2 separate regions of the Anser cygnoides genome follow, and region 2 is linked to region 1. The links are chromatin contacts, called in public Hi-C maps. All regions are on one chromosome and are shown on one strand. The core of a region is the stretch at or near the end of the contact, and the rest is flanking DNA. Distances in the headings are between cores, read along the strand shown. Region 1 overlaps LOC125179634 (a long non-coding RNA gene). Region 2 overlaps EFHB (EF-hand domain family member B).

Region 1 (3,152 bases), core at 419-2,918:
TAGTCTGTATTCAGATAAAACTTCATTTGTTTTAATTTGTCTCTAGTGTCTTGACCACTGTCAAGTGAGCACTGCGAAGAGAAGTCTGGCTCCCTCATCTTCGCTTCCCCCAATCAGAGCGCCTTATCAGTGTGCATATAATACCTCCCCACATACACAAAAGACTTTTTTTCTCCATGCTGAATGGTCCCAGCCTATTCTGGGACATCATGTGCTACAAGCTTAATCATGTTTGTAGCCCTTTGCTGAACTTTCTTCAGTAAGTCCATTTCTCTCTTGTAATGGGGAATAGTCTGGACCCAGCACTGCTGATATGACTGCCCGAACTGAAGAGGGATGGGGAAGAAATCCTTCTTTGACCTACTGTCAGTGCTCTTCCAAATACAATTCAGGATATTGTTAGCTATCTTTCCTCCAAAGGTATATTGATGGCTCCTGGTCAGCTTGTTGTCCCCTGGAACCAGACCCCAAGAATGCTCTCTCTAGAGTTGTCTTCTAGATGGTAGGCATTGGGGGCGGGGGGGGGGGGGCTGTACAACTAACAGCATGTACTTTTGTCTGGGATTATTCCTCCTTGAGTGCAGGACTTGACGTTTCCCTGCGTTGAATTTAACGATGTTGCTGTTGGATTTATTTTTCAGTGTGCTGAGGTCCTCCTGAGTTGAAGCACAACTATCTGGTGTATCAACCACTCCTCCCAGTTTTGTATTATCTACAAATGCTCTGGTGGTACACTCTATTCTATTATCTAGGTCACTAATGAAGGAGTCAATAAGTATTGGCCACAGTCTTTACACCTGCAGTACACCACTAGTAATTAATCTCCAGCTAGACTTTGGTACTGATTACAACCCTAAGATTGTTTCTGAGTGTTCAAAAGATAAATTTCACTTTTGATTCTGAAGTTCACACATGTACAAGACCCATGTCAACATCTGCCCCATGTTGACATTTACAATGTAAACTTTATTTTTCCTATCATAGTTTCCAAGCCAACTCCAGAAGTAAAGATTTTCATTTATGCAATTATTTCCATGTCTTTCTCTTTGTTTCCGGTATTCATCTTTCTGAAGCATGGACCTTCAATTTTACACAGCATCACCTAGAGATCAAGAGAAAGCTGTATTCAGAATCACTTCATACAAATACTTGGGCTGTGGTTGTATTGCACAGGTAGAGCACAGTCTTTCTGTTGTGAATAACCACACTTCAGTGTTCTAATATGTTTGTGTTCTTCCTGTCATTTCTAATGGGTGAACTGTGTATGTGCAAAGTGAGTCCTTGCTGTTTTTCTGTAAGTGTAGGAATTCTGTAAGATTAGCACTTTGTGTGAGTGAACCTCACCCTCTTCTAAACACTCCTACCTTGAAATTAGTCCTTTTTTTGTCTTGTACAACTCCTTCTTCCTTATGTTAGAGAGAAAAATTAATCTGATGCCTGTATTTCTTGTAGGCTTATCTCACACCTGAAATTATGCTTAAAAGGCCAAATGAAGCTGCATTTGCAACCAACTCTTTTGCAGTCGCAAAGCAGTAACAGTGAATATACTGTGAGTACATGTGTATATGTATGCAATGTATGTTTTACTCCTGGCCGTGTACCTGCTGGGGCTGAGAGAATGCCGAGTCGCACCCGCTGCAATGCGGTGCGGGATGCGCTAGGTGGGGATCTTGCCCCATCAGTGGCCAGGCAGTGAAAAATCTTTTCCTTGATGTAGTATGTAAAACCATACTTTGAAGTCTTTAATATCATTCATGAAAGAGATACAAGGAACAGGGAGGTGGGGGATGCTGCAATTCTTCATTCTGTCTGAAAGAAGACCCATAGCTGTGTTTAAAAGTAAAAATCTGTGTGTATTTTCTTTATCCTGAAACTCAATAGCTTTGCTTAATCCATAAGTACTGCAACAATTTATTCATCCATATCTTCCTGGTTTCTTAAAAAACGCTTTTAGACGTGTGATAAAAAGCTAATCATTCTGGAGTTGTAACACACAACCCAAGTTTTTCAAGTAGAAGAGTTGCATTTCTGGTGCATTTGCTGAATCACTACTGAACAGCTTGTTTTTGTTACTGGCTTGTTTTTGCACTTTCAGGGTGAAATAAGAGTTACTGTGTAATCTTTTGGTTCAAGAATGAGGCTTGCACTTCATCAGATAACTCATGAAGAATATATGAGAAATAATTAAAATACCTATTCCTGTGACCTAAAAATGACTGCACCTTTGGATAAGGTTAACTCAGCACTATCTTATACTTGGAGTAGGTCAAAGCATGTTTTAAGGTTTGGATGCTGTTTCTGTAAGTTAAATCTAGATGTGTATTTATTTATTTATTGGGGGGGGGTGTCATTCATTCTGTTGAAGTACACATGAAAGACTATGCTAAATAAAGAATAAAGTGGCAATGTAAGGAAGAGAATAATAACCATCTGGAGAAACCAGGGTTTTCAGCTTCTGAAATGGAATCAGCTTTAGGGAGTTAAGACTTTCTGAGGTAAGGAGGTAGCATCTAAGAGGTGCATCCCCTGCTACCCCCCCCCCAAAAAAAAACGGATTCCAGACCAAGAAAAAGGCTTTGGAAATGTTGTTGCAATTCATGTTCACTGTAAGTAAACAGTTCACTGGAAATATTTGTCTACTGCTTTCAGTAATTGGGATGGGTGATTAAGCCTCTTAAAGGTGCCTTTCCCCTGCTTTCAAATCTGACAGTCAATACTTTGAATTCTTTCTCTAGTCATCTCCTAAAGTAAACTCCTCTGGTTAACTACCCATAACATTGGGCAAAATAAAAATACAGGAGGACTAATCTGTGGCTTCTGTACTCATTATGTACAGAGTTGTTGTTTACTCTTTTTGGACAACCCTTGCTTTCACATGACTGAGGAGTACGATTATTTCACCAAATGGCTTCACCTACTGCTTTCCTATATATCATATATGGTCTCTTTCTGCACGTGCTTATGATAGTATTCACTTAACATCAACATTAGGCAGGAGTCCCATTTGGAGTGTAAATTGTGAAGAAACGTATGCATAATTCCATCCACACAAAAATGAACAGTCTGGACCTGAATAAGCAATGCAATTGTTTCCACTTTATCCCTGAAGGCAACCATTGCAGGCTAAAGCAAAGCTATAGAGGTCCAGAAAT
Region 2 (3,152 bases), core at 359-2,858, 300 kb after region 1:
TTCACATTTAGAGATTAAAAGTCAGAAATATAAAAATAACAAATAATTTTGCACATTCAAATCTTCAGCCTTATCTTTTACAGGTTAGTGTTTTCCACTATTGACAGTCAGTAATTCTGGCATGACTTTTTGGGGGAAGAAAATGCTCCATAGAAGGAAAAAATTCCAACTCTGTCACTGGAAAACAACACATTTGCTCTAAGATAAACTTAAGAATTCACTTGACAACACCAATTAAAATGCATTATTTAATAAATCTGCTATTCTTTGGACTACTATTTGTGGTGACACACAGATAAAATGAATGGAGAGAGAGCATATTAACATCTGAATGTGCTGTGTATTTTAGCCAGTGCCTACTTTTAAGAAAATTATATGAAGAAAATTTGGCCAGATTTTTTTTTTTTGCCCAGACACTTACCTTTATCAGAATTTTCTGTTTACTTGTTTTGTCTACAAAATCAACATACTTACAATCCCTGTTGTTTTGTAATGTAGCTGTTAACAAAATAAATCTACCTGAGTGCTAAATTTGTGTGTTTGTTTTTAGAATGCATGTTTAAGTCATAGTGAAGGTTGTTTTGCTAACCATTTCCAGAAAACCTTGCCTTGGATATGGCCCATAGGAACCACAAAATCACGAACACAACTTGGAGCTTTAAAAGTTTATAAATGTATCTTTGAATTCATACATGTTGTAAAGACAAAAATGAAGTATAAAGATCTTCACGAAGACTCTGTGCATAAAGCATTTAACAAAAGGAAACAAACAAAAGGATTCAGAAACTCCACAGAATTAACTGGCTGTGTCACAGAAATTAAATCTTTCAGAGGTCTCATAAGCATGTAATGGAAAACAACAACCTACAAGTAGAATTTACAGCTCTGTGCAGTGATTAAGCCATTATTCTCTTTACTTCTATAAAAGAGGTAAGTTTAGGTGAGCAGCACTTCCAGTACATATAAAATACAAACTCAGAAGGAAACCTTTAGTACGAGGTCAGAAACATAGTTTCAAGAAAAGCCAAAACTGGTCTTTTTTTTTTTTTTTTTTTAAGTATTATGATTATTATAGACTTATTTAGCTGACTGCCCAAGAACGATGTTAAATCTGTTTCACTGACAAAGGAAAATATTCTACTGAAAGTAAAGGAATGAAAGGGGGCATCTCTACAGTAGATCCAAAAATATGGTATACAGTTTTTAGCTGCTGAACAAACAAAAATCTCTTCTATGAATATTCACATCTGATTTTTTCCCCCATTTTTCTCTGTAGTAAGCTTAAACTTTTCACCCAAAATTTTCTATTGAACAAGAACAGCAACATGTTCTTTAACAGTAATTCTGTCTGATACTTTTGGAATTGGACCACATGAAGGCAAAGGTTTCTTCCCTCCTACCTTGTATGAGCAGAGGAGCTCTAGGGAACTGCACCGAGGTGGTTAAATCCTGACGCAATAAATGCAATTTTAAATTAGCAGTACATTCATCTTTCTGTCATGATTTCACTTCAGATTGTCAGTCTGCTTTCTGCACACTTCCCAGTGCATGCAGAGAGATCCAGAAGGATGGGAAGGCAAGGCAACAAAAGTACAGAACAACTTTCATTCACAGCAGGAAAGATTTCCACTACCTGCTGCTCCCTGGAGATACCAGAAAGCACATTTTTTCTACATGATGCAAGACAGCTACTATTAAAATTCTGCAATAATAATTAAAAAGATGAGTCACTGAACCCTTTGTTGCTAAAACTTCAGAATTACTTGACTCAGCATTTTCTGTTGTTACTTGATCCAGAAGGGAGATGTTTTTGTACAAACCGGTAAATTACAAACTCCTAGAAAATCAGTGAAAGAGTAAGCTCAACAATCACAAGTGCTAAGTGAAAAAAAGCAACACAACTAAATTTTAAACTGACGTTACACAATCATTCTTAGTATTTAAAATAAATACAACCTTCACTTACATTTGAGAACTTGGTAACAATTTTGGCCACCAACATTAAATAATTCTTTAAATCTTGCTGTTGTAACATAATGGAAGCACTGATAGGTGAGAAAGCAATATTGTTCCTGAAATCCTGTATTCTATTATCACATTGGGCAAGGATTTTTCTTTTAGATTTTTTTCAATTGAAAAAAAAATCTAAAAGCAATTATTCTCACTGCCAATACCAAACACTTTCCATTGGTTTCATACCAAACTCAGTAAAGTAGGTAAAGAATGAACACTTCAATTCACAGTTGCAGATTTTAGTATTATTTACTTTCCATTGTTTATTCTTACTTTACTTCATAATATATTCATTGGGATTTCCATAGTGATTCACAAGGCTTCGTCTATGATCACTATTCCCAAGAAATTGCACTAGCCAAAGGTGAACAGTTAGCACTCTGAAAGACCTCCTAAACTTCTCTGACTACTAGTCTGTATTTTTATGTAATACGCAAATATTCTTCTAAATATCCATTCTTTTTTTATTGTGAAAATTCAATACTAGTACCTAATAGCCATAAGCTGGGATATAGAATACGAACCCTCTGCCGCACAATTGGGCATTTATTTTTGCACTTAACAGATTGATTCTTATGGTGTCTACTTCATGAAAATGCTTTAGCCCCACACCCACGACCAAGTATCTTACTGTAAAGCACTTTGTCACACGGATTTTTAAACACATCAAATAACACCCTAGACAGTTCTCTGTTTGCTACCATTTTACTGACGAGGAGTTATAGAACATTAGAAACAAGGGTAGATGTTTTTCTATGATAATTATCTTTAAGAGGTCTTCCAGAGAGAGAAAAATCCTAAATGCAGAAGTGTCCATTTCTAAAGTATTATGATTTAGACTTAGAAACAATGTTTTAAAAAAAATGATAAAGAATGTAAGACAAAAATTTGAATTCCTTTCACAAACATGTTGTACATGTATCCTCTTTTTTTCATACGGATATCGGTTCCTAGTAACTGCAACTAGGGCAGAAACATTTATATAAATTTGCGGTGAATGCAGTATTCAGAAAGACAATAAACAGTGAACTCTAGTTATATAAAAACATCCTATTTAAAATGTTTATTGTATTCAGCACCAGAATTATGACTGATGTCAATTTAAATATATGCATCACACGCACACAAAACAATTGCTA

What was found. A called contact is a pair of places that touch in the nucleus more often than the background predicts.
Region 2: a Hi-C map of granulosa cells shows a contact between it and region 1, with 2.5 times the contacts expected there. The contact joins two enhancer-like sites. A contact is called at or near these places in 2 of 7 Hi-C or Micro-C datasets (granulosa cells and liver).

The regions. Positions count from the first base shown.
Region 1 is chr2:39,066,278-39,069,429 of Taihu_goose_T2T_genome, forward strand. It overlaps LOC125179634 (a long non-coding RNA gene), which reads left to right. Exons shown (of 5, transcript XR_001203625.3): 3 at 1,074-1,173; 4 at 1,453-1,549; 5 at 2,096-3,152. Among named protein-coding and RNA genes, the nearest start is that of KCNH8, 18 kb to the right of the region's middle. Within about 2 kb of position 1,669, at least 1 of the 3 cell types and tissues checked has open chromatin away from gene starts, as enhancers often do.
Region 2 is chr2:39,364,358-39,367,509 of Taihu_goose_T2T_genome, forward strand. It overlaps EFHB (EF-hand domain family member B), which reads right to left. Exons shown (of 13, transcript XM_066991888.1): 13 at 499-3,152. Among named protein-coding and RNA genes, the nearest start is that of RAB5A, 16 kb to the right of the region's middle. Within about 2 kb of position 1,609, at least 1 of the 3 cell types and tissues checked has open chromatin away from gene starts, as enhancers often do.